Regions from separate parts of the Zea mays genome. Here region 1 is linked to region 2. The links are chromatin contacts, called in public Hi-C maps. All regions are on one chromosome and are shown on one strand. Each heading gives the region's core, a stretch centred on a gene start, on an enhancer-like site or on the middle of the called end of the contact. The rest is flanking DNA. Distances are from core to core; before and after follow the strand shown. Region 1 holds the start of LOC100502387 (Auxin response factor 3). Region 2 holds the start of LOC103636641 (basic leucine zipper 6).

What was found. Hi-C and Micro-C count contacts between places; a contact is called where the count stands out from the background.
Region 1: a contact with region 2 is called in a Hi-C map of ear, with 2.8 times the contacts expected there. The contact joins the promoter of LOC100502387 here to the promoter of LOC103636641 in region 2. A contact is called at or near these places in 2 of 25 Hi-C or Micro-C datasets (ear and tassel).

The regions. Positions count from the first base shown.
Region 1 is chr8:180,704,723-180,712,581 of Zm-B73-REFERENCE-NAM-5.0, reverse strand. LOC100502387 (Auxin response factor 3) reads right to left here and starts at 4,356. Exons shown (of 10, transcript NM_001365546.1): 1 at 3,924-4,356; 2 at 3,758-3,814; 3 at 3,070-3,252; 4 at 2,901-2,985; 5 at 1,994-2,084; 6 at 1,749-1,913; 7 at 919-1,035; 8 at 768-843. The coding sequence starts at 4,154.
Region 2 is chr8:180,418,684-180,425,785 of Zm-B73-REFERENCE-NAM-5.0, reverse strand. LOC103636641 (basic leucine zipper 6) reads left to right here and starts at 3,973. Exons shown (of 4, transcript XM_008658997.4): 1 at 3,973-4,752; 2 at 4,899-4,989; 3 at 6,857-6,983; 4 at 7,082-7,102. The coding sequence starts at 4,277.

The DNA of each region.
Region 1 (7,859 bases), core at 3,107-5,606, 290 kb before region 2:
TTCATCATGAACAGATAGTTATAATTTGATTATCATAAGTGATATGGAATATAATATTTCTTATTTCCAAAGGAAAACAAGTCAAACATCATCCGTTCTTGCAAAATGGTAGACATCACTATAACTTGATTGTCAAGAAATACTTGAACTGAACGTCAAAACATCAAACAATTCTAAGTTACTAGGAATATCAGGTGGCAGCAAACTTTTCAGTATCCAGAGAAGCCCTCATAAGCTTGCCCAGGGTCTTGCAAGGTCAACAAATTTGGACATCCAGGGTGGTGGTATGAATCAAATCTCCTTATAAGCTTGCTACAGTTAGGGACTTAGGGTCACAGTGTATTTGTGACTCTTAACTTGGTAAAATGAATCAAAGAGTTAGCACAGCATGCATCATGCAAGATTATTACCAACAGGTAAAATATGAAATGTCGCATATAACCATCATACAGCAAATAATAACAGCATGAGACTAGTATTGTCTCTGCTGTTGCATTTATCTTGTGGTCATATGCCAAGTCCCTGCTTTACTGGTCAATGGTCAATGCCCTAAGGTGTTGGGCAGGCAACAGGTTATAGCAGGGTTTATTGGCTAGCATTCTCCTTCCTTAACTTCCCTAACACAAGACTGCACAAAAAAACACATTTTACCAGAATCCAAACAATCTCCAAAAGAATATACATCTACAAAAGCTTCAGGAGACCAGGAAGCTGGAAATCATAACATTCAGACTAGAGCTTATAACAAAAGAAGCTGAAATGCATACCAGCAGGCTTCTCCACTTCGAGCCAGGCCATTTCATGGGATCTATTTCACTAATGCGAACAACCACTCCAGATCGCCTAAAAACATAAAACATAAGAAACAGGAAACAAATGTGTACAACAAAAATAAAGTTGAATTGAGAAGAAACAGACCTTTCACTAACATCTTCATTATGGCACTGAAAGTTGATCCTTGCTCCAATACAGACCGGATGATTGAGGCTCTTCAGGAACTTAGCGTATGGAATAATATATTCTGAAGCAGTAGCTCTGCAGAAAAATAATTCAAATTGGAATGAGTCAGATGATCTTTTATTCCCGCGCAGCTTTACTTGGCAGGTATTGTGAAAAGGCCTCTAGCCGAGTTGGTTAGGTGGTCTGAGTAGCACTCCTCAGGTCCTGGGTTCCCCGTGGGAGCGAATTTCAGGTTGTGTTTAAAAAAATCCCCTCATCTGTCCCACGCCAAAGCACAGGTCTAAGGCTCAGCCCCGGTCGCGGTCGTTCTCACATGGGCTTCGATGTCGCTGTGTATAGGTGGGGCATGGGTTCGGGGGTTTTTTCGACCTGTGAGAAGGTCTTCTTCTTAATACAATACTCGGAGGCTGTCTTGCCCTCCGTAGGTTGAGTTTTTTACTTGGCAGGTATTGAAACATGTCTTAATTTTGCAAGAATTTTGACTGGTATTTCGTTATATAGTATAAGAAAAAATATTATATCATGGAGTAACTTTGGCAACACATTATATTTATATTATATATATGTCTAAAAAAGGATTCAGATCACATAACTTTTTGACCCCAATGTGGGGGAAATCCTCCCAGGAGAGTAAGAAGTTGCCCAACATATCAATGTTTAAGTTTTAAGCACAATCACTGCATAACTTGTAACTGTTGAACTTCTTACAGTAGGTCATCTTATCAACATGCCAAATTGTAGCAATTCAGGACATGTTTGATATAAAGTCAAATTGACTGTATTTTCACCTTGGATTGTAAGAAATGTGAAAAACACTTCTGTTCTTCAAGGAATCAGCTACAGCCGTCAAAGAATGCCGCTTTGTGCTGTCACTATTGAAATCTTCAAAAAGGGCCTCATTTTTAAGCTGAATAGCCCTCCGCACACCCAGCCTTAGTTCACCGTCATCACCTCTACAAATATTAGAAAAAGACAGTTTGCTTAATAAAGATACACAATGCACTAATATCTACCACATGGTTCAGCTGCTTACCGGAGAAATAACACAGCATCCCCTGAAACCAGTTTCTTTTTATTGACAAATGAACTCCATCCAGTAGTCAAGAGATGCCTACGAGGCTGACCTGGAATGCAAATAAACTTCATTAGTTGCTTGAACTTGAAGAAAATAAAAGAGCTTCGGCTTCCATCATAATAATAATTCAGATTTCAGAATAGATGACAAAAGCAACACCAATATCAGCTGGACCATTATTTCAAATATACTAATTCTTGTACTCCCTCCGCCGCAAAAGGAATGGAAGTCTCACTTAGGAGTCAAATAATCTAAATTTTGACCAAATATATATATAATTGTATTGATATTTATGATGTATAATAAGTATTACTAGATTAATCATGGAATATATTTTCACAATAAATTTAATTGAAGACCCAAATGTAGTAATATCTTTTCTAAATCTAGTCAAACATAAGATTGTTTGACAGAGGGAGTAATGAACAGCACATTGCAAGTAATCTTTGGCTCTGTAGTGCACATAGTATTCCAGGAACATATCAATATTTCATAACACACACACATATACACGCACACAACAGAAGTTGTAAAACATAAAAGAGCATAATGTGAAATAGAATTCACATCAAGAAGAATTGGCCAATGCCAAAACAAGAAAAAAAGGAAATTGAAAGCTTTGAAGCTACAACAGCTACATGTTTCATATTGATGATCAAAATATCCATGCAACATTTATGTTAAATGAAACATATGTTTTAGAACAAACCTTTATTTGCCTATAAAATACAAAATCATATGAAAGCAATATTCATGTCACGGTTCCATATAGAAGTGACATGCCAGACATTGATTTGAAACTAAGTAAATACATTTTAAAATGGGTATCTATCGGTCACTCCTTGTCTAGTCAAATTGATCTCACCCCTATATATATGACGAAACTTCCACTTGGCTCCATGCAAATCCTTGGCAACCAGCTCTTGAGAAGGCCTGAGCTGATTATAATCCTAAGCAACTAAATGTGGTTAGCAGCGAAGCACAAGACTCGACACAGTTTCAAGAGTAATGTCACAAAAGATCAGCAGTATCACCAGAGGCGGGAAACAGTCCTCAGCAGCACGGCGAGGAACAGAGAACCCTCCATGCGTGCTTGTGTCAGAGGCCGTAAGCGTTTTGCAGAACATGTGCAGCATCCCGGACTTCCTTTCAGCATCGAAATCTTCCATGCCATCGTCCCCTTCAACTCCACCACCGCCCAGATTCCTCCCGAATGCCTGAGCCATTAAGATTTGAGGTTCATATGCACTAAACAAGACGAGAAATGGTATATTGTTTCAGATGGAAAGCGCTCTTTTTTCGTCGTCCATATTTCTTGCTACAATCATTCACTAGGTACTGAAAAGTCTGAAATATGCCAATAGTAGTATGATAGGCATGCTAAATGAAACCACACCACACGAAGCTGCCTATTCCAACAACCTAGTAGCTCAATTACAACTATAGAACCAACAATGTCTATTTCTATCTATCTGCGGCGTCCCAATTCGTAAATCAAGCTGAGCAGCCAAGGCCAAAAGAAATCTAAAAGCGTACACGCACGCACACAGAACAGTACGAACGCTTACAGCACACTGGTAGTGGTAGCAGTCTTAAGTCTTAACAGAAAAGGAAACAGGGCTGGCACACATATCTCCTCCAAACACGGGGAACATGAATCTCCGCGATCCCTGTGAGCATGCAAATCCAATCGGTTCAATTTTTTGAACAGGATATTTTTACCTCGCCCTCCGCAACCAGCGCCAGCCGCGCGCACACCTCGTCCGTCGCCGCATCCGCCTGCACGCAGCCATGCGAGCCTCGTCATCAAAACTATGGAGCTCCAACTTCAATACAGCCGCGCCCCGCAAACCGGACAGACATGTGTGGCAAGTAGTGCTGCACTCACGCATAGCTCGACATCCGCGACGCGGCACACCACGTGCGGCGGCAGGTCCGCAGCGACGTCCCCGCCGCCCGCCGCGGCCAGGTGGCCCTGCGGCAGGTACACGACCAGGCTGCCCCGGCGCGGTAGCGCGACCACGGGCCCCGCGCACGCGTGCCACAGCTCCCGGCACGTCACCGGCGGCGGGCGGCGCTCGTGGCCCTCGCCGTCCACCATGTTGAGATCGATGCCCATGGGGCGCGCCGCGTGCCACCAGCAGCACTAGGGTTCCGGCGCCCCGCTCCCGGACAGGCCGGTTAAAAGGCGGAGCCGACCGCGTCCGCGACCCGGCGGGGAGGAGGCGAGGAGGGGGAGGAGGATGAGCACCCCATTAATGGCTCCGGGGCCGTCGCGCTCCAGCCATCTCCTTCGCAGTCGGTCACTCAGGACCCCATGCCCGCTGCCGCTGCCGCTGCGTCACTGGTCTGACCGTCTGAGGCTACCCTGCGACGCCCATGTCTTTATGACGCTCCTGTTTCGTGATGTGAACTTGTGAAGTGAGGCCGAGGTGAGGTGGGGATGAGCCGAGGTGTGGCAATGCAATTTGCAAATGGAGTACTATGGACTACGGACTGGACGAGCTGTTTCCTTTTGCCCTAGGGCGCCGCGCCGGGTATTTTTTAGGAGGCCCCCGCTGCTGGCTGCTGCTGCTGTTGCGCGCTTACTGGACACCGTGCGCGGCAGGCTGCTGCTTTAGGTGCCACTGTTCCCCCAGCAGGAGCCAGCATGCATGACTCCGCTAAGCGCATCGGTGGTCATCAGGTGTTGTAATCTAGCATCCGGACGTGGTCTTTTTGACCTGAAATTCGTCTCGGTTCGTTTGATCGGTCCTGCTACCTTTTTCACGGGAGTAGCTGCTGCATTTTGCGTAGCGCTTGTAGTTGTAGTTGCACACGTATTAATAAATTCTGACCATGTCCTTCAATGTACCATGGCAGAAGCTAGCAGTCGACGGACGGACGGATCTGAACCACCTAGTCGCAATCAATAGACGACAAGTACATACGCAGTGATTAAGGGGATATTTGGTTGCTCCTGCTAAAGTTTAGCCCGGGTCACATCAAGCGTTTGACTTTTAAATAGGAGTATGAAATATAGACCCAACCAACTGGACTAGATTCGTCTCGTCTTTTAATCTTCGGCTGACAAATTAGTTTTATAATCCGACTACATTTAATACCCGGAACGGAGGTTCAAACATTCGATATGACAGAGGCTAAATTTTAGTTTGGGGTAACCAAACACCCCGTCTCGTCTTTTAAACACGGGGTGTTTGGTTACCCCAAACTAAAATTTAGCCTCTGTCATATCGAATGTTTGAACCTCCGTTCCGGGTATTAAATGTAGTCGGATTATAAAACTAATTTGTCAGCCGAAGATTAAAAGACGAGACGAATCTAGGGCCTGTTTGTTTACCCCAATGGATTATATAATCTGGATTATTTTTGGAGGATTATATAATCTGGATTATATAATTTGGATTATATAATCTGAGTAGTCATGTTTGTTTACCCAGATTATCTGGCGTGTTTCTGTTGGGCGACGGGCTTCTCCGATCCGATAGGCGCAAAAACGATTCGGTAGATTATAATGGCAATGGTGGGTAATTTCTAGGAAACTTGAAAGGGTAGTGGGGAAGTGGGAAAAAAATAATCTGAAATAAGCACCTCCTCACTTGCTTATGGATTATCATAATCCAAGAGGTTAGATTATATAATCTGGGCAAATAAGCTAGACTGTTTGTTTGCCTCTTAGGATTATTTAATCCAGATTATATAATCTGGGGGGTAAACAAACAGGCCCCTAGTCCAGTTGGTTGGGTCTATATTTCATACTCCTATTTAAAATTCAAACGCTTGATGTGACCTGAGCTAAACTTTAGCAGGACAACCAAACACCCCCTAAGTGATGAGTGTACGTTCTCTCCGCTAGCTCTGTCCCTCACTCGTCACGCCGTCGCCGCCGTCTCGCGCGCGCAACCCCTCCGTGTCAACACGCACACGCCACCGGCTCTGCCTGCCTATCTGTTTTCGTCCCGTGTCAGACAGGGAACCAACTGGTCTGGTGCGCCGTCCACCTCAACGCAGGAGTAGGACGCAGCAAAGCGGCGTGGCGTGGTCATACGGGAACCGGGGAACGTGGTAGGATAGGCCCGTTTCATGCGGCAGCTACCCAGCGGTGCACATCGACGCCGACGTGCACATGCGTATCGCCACGGCCAGGGCCAGCCAACGAGGCTTTTGTTTTGTACGCCAAGGAAAGGAATCCGCGAGACCAACCACTGTTTGACGACGTACCTGGTGGACGTGGACGTGCTGGCCCTCGCCGGCACTGACGCATCAGCGTCACTGCCCCCCCGTCTGCCGGGGCGTGGGCGTGGCTGGCTGGCACAACTGTGCTGTGCGAGATCTGCGTGGCGACTGGCAAAACCGTGGAAGGAGGAGACAGTCACCGTGGCAGCAGCTATCCGCCTATCCCGGGGGGCGCTCCAACCCCGTACACGGCGCTCACTCCTTTTTCTTCGGGTGGTCTAGTCTAGTACCCCCGTACACTGTCCTGTCCTGTGCTCAGCTTTGCTCGTCTTTTCAAAGGCGAGGGATGGGCAGTGGGCAGACTGCCAGAGGCATCAGCACGGCACAAGCGGTCAAGCCGGACGCGGGGCGATGCCTTTTCTTTGCAGCGAGCGATGAGTTCGCGGGGCGCGTCGCTGTCGCTGCTCGCCTGCCTGCTTGCTGATGGCTTTGCCTGTGGCTGTGGGGGCACCGCACGGCATGGAGCACGGGTGACACATCCCGCGACAAGACATAGAGCCGTTCTGCTTGCGCGCGGGCCCCGCGGGGCGCGTGTGTCCACTTTCCCAGTAGCGCCTAGCCAGCGGGCGAGGGAGGACCAGCGCCAGCAGCGCGTGATTCTGTTCGTCTCGTCTCCGGGACTGGCCCGCCGCCCCCGCGTCCCCGCTTGCGTTCTTTGGATCCGCGGGTTGCTCTCATGCTACTACGGTTACGGATGCCCCGGACCGTGCTGCTGTCTTGCTCTCGGTTTTACCAACTCTTCACGTGCCATGAAAAGGGCATCGCCAAAACTATAAAGTGGGGGCCAACTGGCCCCTCTAGCTAGCTCGAGGTGATGCAGGTTGCCAACTTTTGAGATATTTTCGTCCCCTTTTTCTACCACTTTAAATTGGTGGTAACGAGATTTTATCCTTCTCGCCCCTCTCTAATCTTTTGCTCGCAAACAAGTCTACGTTGGTATTTGCCGGTACTCTTGCTAGAGATTTTATATATACTAGAATTAGGAGCGCCCTATCAAGTTCTATACAATTCTCTGATCCAGCATCAACGTTACATAAACTTAGTCAGCTCAACTGAATTTCTGATGCTTGACCATTGATCCTCATTCCACTTCATGTCTGAGCATAACATTACTTTACATATTTTAGTATTTTACACCATAGATACACGATGGAGAAGACATCCATTGATGTCATTTCAATAATGAACTGCAGACTCACCCTTTGAACCAACAAGGTCAACCATATTTCCATTTGCTAACTAATCATCTTCAACTTGCTCAGAAGCAAAAACTATAAATCCAAAGCCTTGAGAACTTTTGGTTTCATGATCAAACATAATATGGCGGTCTACCACAGTCCCATATCTTGCAAAGAAACTATTGAATTCGTCTGATCATGGCTAACAAACAGAACAATCACCGGTGCAAAATCGATGCAACTCAAGACTGATCCATCATAGGCCATACTTATATTGCCTTTTGTTAGTGTTGAGGGAAGCCCACCAACAAATATCTTTTTAGCCTTGAAATCCTTAGAGCTAGACTACATCGAACCTTTTGGTATGGTCCTTTTAATTTCAAACTGTTGAGTAAGCAATAGGAAGTACT
Region 2 (7,102 bases), core at 2,724-5,223:
GTGTACCTTACTCGCCCTATATAAAAGCAGTGCTGTCATTTTTACAGAGATTAAAAAGAAAGAAATAAAGAAAGAAAGAACATTGGTGGGTGAACATGATGCCGCATCCTTCCGGATAAGCAGCGTTGTCATTTTTTACTAGTAGAGTAGTAGTACGAGTAAGGAAGGACCAGTCGTAGAATGCGCGCGTGCGCAAGTTGACTCTCGCGCCAGCGCCTCTTTTCCGCGACCAGACCACGCATTTGTCCCAGTAGCAGGGTGTGGAGTCGATCATGCACAGGTCCTCCTGCTCCTCACTCGCAAACGCTCACTGGAGTCAAGTCAACACCGCAGCACCAGCCAGGCAGCCAGCCGGGGGTCAGCCGTCAGCGTCAGAGAGAGAGGGAGGAAGGAAGGAAGGGAGGCGGTCGGACGCGTCGCCGTCGCCCAAAAAGGAGTCCAGACCCGCCGCCCGGTTCTCTGCGCACTTGTTTTACTTGGAGATCTTGGCATCTGCATCTGCATCTGCTGGAGGAAAAGCAGGCAGCCGCGAGTGCCCGTCCGACGCAAAAGCTGCCCCCTCCGACGCGAAAGTTGCGGCGGGTGAGTTGGAAAGTCGCCGGCGACGTCGCTGTACCGGGCCGAGAAAATTCGGTTGGGTCGCCGGAGGAGAGTGACGGCAACGGGCTGCTAGACTAGACTGGATGGGTCCGGACGATCAGGCATCCATTAATTCGTCGGCGGATTCGTGACCGTGAGAGCATTGTTCCAGATCGAGTTCCATTTCCATGTGGGATAGGATAGTGCAGTGCAGTGCAGCCTCCCTCCCGGTGGCTGATTTTGAATGTGCAGAGAAACGAGGCGTCTCCCGCGTACACCGTGGCTGTGGGCAGAGCGAGATAAGCATGGCGAGCTAGCGTTTTTGTTTTTGGTTTAGCAGTGGCCAAGTTTTAGTGGGGAATCGGTTGTTTTGTCTGTGCTCCGGCGGCGGTGCAATCTGAACCGTTCGATGGCAGGAATAGATTCGGCCATCGAAGATTAAGGATAAAAGCAAAAGATAAGAACAATTCCATGCTTCCCACCCATGATTAGTAGTACTGCTACTGTGTAATCTAACCTTATTAGGCTAACACTAGCAGGGCTAAATTAGGTAGTACAATGGCATCGCACCAGGACAAGTAGCAGTCTGTACAGTGTTCAGACTATCTCATCTGTAGAGACAGCGGCTGTATGCCTGTATCATCTGTAATTAGATTACACTTTTTCCCCTGAGATCATGACTCTTTCTTTCTTTCTTTCCTGGAACCTGGCCGGATCGGATAGAGAGATTTGGTGGGAAGACCGGCCGTAAGAGTGACAGAGAATCAAGTAAGCACCATGAGCGGGACCAAAAAAAAAAAAAAAAAGATCCGCACCTAAAAGAAACATGTGTTAAAGACGGTATAGCTTTGTTACGCTGAACAACTCTAGTATAGAGTTTATCATGATGGGCAAAAGGAAACCAGTAGAGTTTATCTGAAACGAGAGGCGGACTGAACTTAACAGATGTAGCAGTCAGCACCACAGGTGCTGCATCAGCAGAGAGTTAGCTGGCTGGTGTACGTACATGCAAGCTGGAGTCTTAATTGGGAGTATAGCTAATTTCCAACACGCAGATATTTGCCCACGCATGCTCGCCCAACTTGTTCCACGATCGATGGATGGTCCACGTCCTGAACTTGGCATAAACGACAAGAGCTCTTATCGGTTGGGTTGGGAGTAACAAAAGCGAGGCGTGAGATAGACTGGGTGGTGGGTGCCCCAGCCAGAAACCGACGGGACGGTGATTAGTCGCATCACTGAGCCACACACGTGTCTAGGAAGAGCCGATTGACAGAATTAATAGTCAGCGGCCGACCTTTGCATAGCGGCCGGAACAGAATCCGAATTGCGCTCGTTCGTTTCGCTTTTACTTTCACCAAACGGCCTAGCACGCCAGTCACTGGCAGCAGAGTCTCGAGCAGGATCCAGCGGCGGCGGCGACCCCCCAGCATCCTCGCCGCCGACTAGCCCACCCGCGTGCCCCGTCGTCGGCCGTCACAAGCCTTTTTTTTCTTTTCCGCAGCTACACCAGCGACAGTAGTGTAAATGGGCCACCCGACACGGCCCAGCACGGGCTCACATAAAAAACCATGACATAGATTACATCGTGCTAGGCACACTAGCCACGACACAAATTAGATAGTGGGCCACAAGAGAGACCTACACATGGCCCATCAAGACAGTAATCAAACTGAAGCTGCTAATTCTGTTCACTGCATTCGGGTATTTCAATCTGAATCTGATTCCTACCGTTTCTAAACTATGAATCTATGATTTCTGCAGTTCCCGTCGTACACTGTATGGAGCGAGCAGGTCCTGGGCCAGCACTACCTGTCTGCAGGATCTAGATAAATCAACAGTGCTGTGTTTGGGCCAATCCTCATGCCCACGTGATGGCACGACACTACCCGACGTGTAATAGTGTCGTGCTTCGTCCCGACGAAAATGACACGGCATATGATGGTCTGGTCTCAGGCACGATTCATTGGCAACCTATAGATGCCACTCGGTTTCCTACTTTCCTGGATCCTGAAACTCGTGTATCTTCTAGGCCCTAGCTAAAGTTTAGTTCCTATCTCATCAACTATTTAAATATTAATTACAAATATTAAATAAAGACTTAATTAGGTTTAATAAGTCTATTTTATCTTTTAGTCAATATCTGTGTAATTAGTTTTATAATTAGACTAAAACATTCGATGCTAAATAAACTAAACTTTAGTTGGGGCAACCAAACACTCTAAGGCCTCGTTAGTTTTGGCTGGATAAGCCCATTCCGTGCCTCATTCCGGCAGGAACGAATCAGTCCAGTTTAGAATTTGGTCCAGTCTCCTAGAGTTGTTCGTTTAACAAACCCGCCTGATTTTAATTCCCATCCCTCAATCCTCGGCCCGGAACGAGTCCAGGTCACCTACCTTCCGGACTGGTTCCGAATCTGGAAACGAGCTGGTGACAGGAATGAGTGACAACCTATGATTCACTTGATCCTGGGCTGGCTTTGTTACTGACTGGTTTGGATCCTGGCTGCCGAACAGGGAAAGCGCGCTTAGTAGGGAGCCCGAGTGGCGAGAGACAGCGACGGCGAGGAAAAAGACGGACACACGGTTAGATCTCTGATCCCGAGGGGATTTGCGAACATGCTGCTGTCTGCCGGAACGATACGGGCGCAGTGGTTTTTGGGGCGCAAAGCTGCCACCAAAGGGTCCGTTGTTTATTTACGTAGATCTCTGACACGAACCGCAGCGCAGACTATGGAAGCAAGTGAAGGCGCCCTTCCAACCTCCAGGCTCCAGACGAGGACACGGCCGACCAGGCGACTTTCGTTTGCTTCTTGTACCGGCAGTGCTAGGCACTCACCCAGCTCCATCTCCGCCGCCGCTACCTCCGATTCACCTCGGCATGGAGAATCGCCTGCTCACAAGTCACCAGTCACCACCAAACAAATCAAGCCGGCCATCACTCGGCCATCCATGGCGGTGGTCCAGCAGGGCGCATCCTCGTGACACGGCGCCCTGCATGAAAACGAAGCTCGTGTCCCGGCATGTGATCAACACAACGACATGCATGTAATCGCTCTCCCTAGCTAATTGCCTAAATAATCGCTTGGTTTCAAGTACCGGCGGCCGGCATCACACGATCCCACCCGTGCCACTGCCCGCGCCACGGTCGTTGCATGGCGACAGTGACGCGGCCATTTTTAGGCGGCACAACAACCGCTCGCTGGTCCGTTTCTAGCGCCCGCCCGCAGTGTCGCCACGCTCGCGGCTCGCCCAAGGCAGCAAACGAGGGAGGAGCGGTGGATCCGCGGGCGGGCGGGCGGACAGCGGCACGTGGACGGGGATTCCCTGCCCACCTACATAACTGCCTGCCTCTGCCCCTTTTCAGCTTTCGCTGCCACTCGAAACGAGCGTCCACTCCACTGGATCGCTAGCTAGCTAGCTGGCGCAGGCTGTCCTCATGTTCCAAAAGTCTCGTCCCATGTGACTGACCCTCCGGTTCCAATTCCCATCCGTCTCCATGCCCCTCGCTCGTCCTCGCCCCGGCACAAGCTGCCCGCCCGGCTACTGCACAGCACCACTATATATAAAACCAAACTCCAGCAGGCGCCGGCGCCAAATCGCAAGAGCTAGCGAGAGCACGCACTGCTGGCGGCGCGGCTAAGACCGAGAGCCGCCGCGCACATTGTTCGCGCGAGGCCAGCCGCCGGTTGCATTGCATGGCGCAGCAGCTGCCGCCCAGGATCCCGACCGAGGTGCACCACTGGCCCGAGGGGGGCCAGCACGGCGCGGCGGCGGCGTGGGCGGACGACTTCGCCGAGTTCGCGGCGGCGCGGCGGGGCGCGCACCGCAGGTCGCTCAGCGACTCGGTCGCCTTCGTCGAGGTGGCGCCGGCCGACGGCGGGGCCGGCGAGTTCGACCGGCTCGACGACGACCAGCTCCTGTCCATGTTCCCACCCGACGAGGCCGGCGGAGGCGGGTCGTCCGCGGCCGGGTCCGAGAACGGCGGCAGCAGCGACAGCGACGGCGATAAGCGTGGCGCGCGCGGCGGCCCGGCGGGAGGCGCTCCCTCCACCGGCAGTGGCGGCGGCGAGCAGAACGGAGTCGTGGATGCGCAAGCGCCGGCGGCGACTGGAGGACAAGCTGCCGTCGTCGCCTCCACGGAGCTCATCCGGGACCCTAAGAGGGTGAAGAGGTGAGCCCGATCGAACGAGCTAGCACACCATGCGTGCGCCGCCCGTAATTGTGCGCAGGCAAACAATGCGTTTCTCCTGCAGGCGGTAGGTAATCCATCTTGATCTGTGGACTGAAACGCGGCCGGCGGGCTTGAAATTCTGGCAGGATCCTTGCCAACCGGCAGTCGGCTCAGAGGTCGCGGGTGAGGAAGCTGCAGTACATCTCCGAGCTCGAGCGCAGCGTCACAACACTGCAGGTACGTATACACGCACAATTACTATACATAATATCGATAGTACGTATATGAAGCTTCTACGACTGCATTCTTGCTCAGCGTAAATAATCCAATTATATTCTACCTTCAGCGTAAACACTAGCATGCATATAATAATGGACATTGCGCAAGAAATTACTACGTACATACATGTGCAATTGTGCAAGCACGATTTAGCAGCTCTCCGTCAAACGTCCTAGATCGATAAGGACGCGCGCGCATGCATGATGCATTTGCATCCATGCCGTGGAACAAAATGGTCTGAAAAAAAAAACTTCTCTTAGACGATTATGGCGGGAAGCTTCAGCTCGAGATGAGATGTTATTCGGTCTCTGCAAGCCCAGAAATTCTGATAGATTCAGCCATTGTAATAAGGGTACCCTGTTATTAATGTAAAAGAAAAGAAAGATAGAAGGAGCTAGATACACTGTCAAAAAAAGTCGTGTGCACCAACACTAAGCACCACCGCCGATTGTCAAGCCCAGACCTGCAAAACGACCCTACCTCTAGAACGTGCATTCTCACTTGATGCATCAACATCCCCTCACGACCGATATCATAATCCACGGACGTATATAGAGTAACTTCTCTTCGTTTCAGCACATGACATGCGTAGTAGGCGCCAACAGCAGGGGTAGATGGATGGATAGATAGATCGGCATGCAGCGCACAGTCTGGCTAGCATTAGCAATAGCAACAGCGTCGCGAGTGATGCCTTGCCCCCCATGTGCATGCGTGTGAAGGCCGGCCGGCCGGTATGGATCATAGAAGCAAAGCAATAAGGACGCGCTCTCCTAGCTTCTCCCGTGTCCTGTGCTGTGCATGCGCGCGGTACGTACCAAACCCCACGTAGTGCCATGATCCAAGCGCACATGCCTCTGCATCCTGCATGGCCTGGAGGTGGTCCCTGTGTGTCTCTCTCTGCGTGTGTGTGTGTGTGTCACCGTCTCACCGAGCTGGTAGAGAACGAACCTCCTCGCGCAAGATCCGGTCGCTTGGTTGGTAGTTAGCTAGCGTGTTACTGGTTGGACAGTACTGGCATTGCTTTTTACGCTTGGATGAATACAATAATATATATATTCATTATTGCTGCTATAGATGGCCAATAAGCACGAGACCCGTGAGCCCGGCACGAAGCCCACTTTTTGGACCCGGCCCGAGCCCGACACGGTACGAATAAGCGGGCGGGCTTGGACAGGAAACTAGGCACGGCGGGCAAGCCCGGCACGGCCCGTTAAGCCCGTTTTTTTACACTAAAACGTGCTTACCGACTCGTTTAGCCCGCTTTTCGGCCCGTTTTTCGTGCTAAACGGACCGACCCGGCCCGTTTAGGCCCGCTGCGGGCTGGACTTGGACAGAAAATTGAGCCTGCAGGCTCAGTAGGCCCGGCCCGGTTTTTGGTCGGGCTTCACCGGGCCCGGGCAGGGCCGGGCGGCCCGTGTGGCCATCTCTAATTGCTGCACATGCATGGCGCTAGCTAGCTTGGTATACAGATAGATCAAAGGTTCCGCAGTTAATTACTGTCCGGTTCTGCTAACTTGCTGCGGCCGCACACGCTGAGCCCTGTTCCAGACGACTCGATTCAGCCGCACATGTAGTACTGCACGTCTGCTGGAACCTGAAGCCAGAGTGCAAGGGGGGCGCAAAAAAAAATCTAGACCACTCCAAGAACATGCATGCATGGGAATAGTTTTTGGTTTTTGGTCTCGTCACCAGTGCCGCGTGTGAAGAATTTTGTCGGAGTTGCTTGCTTGCTTGCTATTGCTATTGCTATTGCTCTGCGAGGCGAGATGTTGTGTTGTTGTAACTTTGTAAACCGACCGTCTGTTTGCCCTGCGCCTGCCTGCAGAACGAGGTGTCGGTGCTGTCCCCTCGCGTGGCGTTTCTGGACCAGCAGCGGACCATACTGAGCGTCGGCAACAGCCACCTCAAGCAGCGGATCGCAGCTCTTGCCCAGGACAAGATTTTCAAGGACGGTAAGTACTGTACGTAGTAGTGCGTCTCATCTCATGCTTCGTAATTTCTCCGTCAGCTAATGGTCCGTATACTACCTACCCTATGTATATTTCTTCAGCTCATCAAGAGGAGCTCAAGA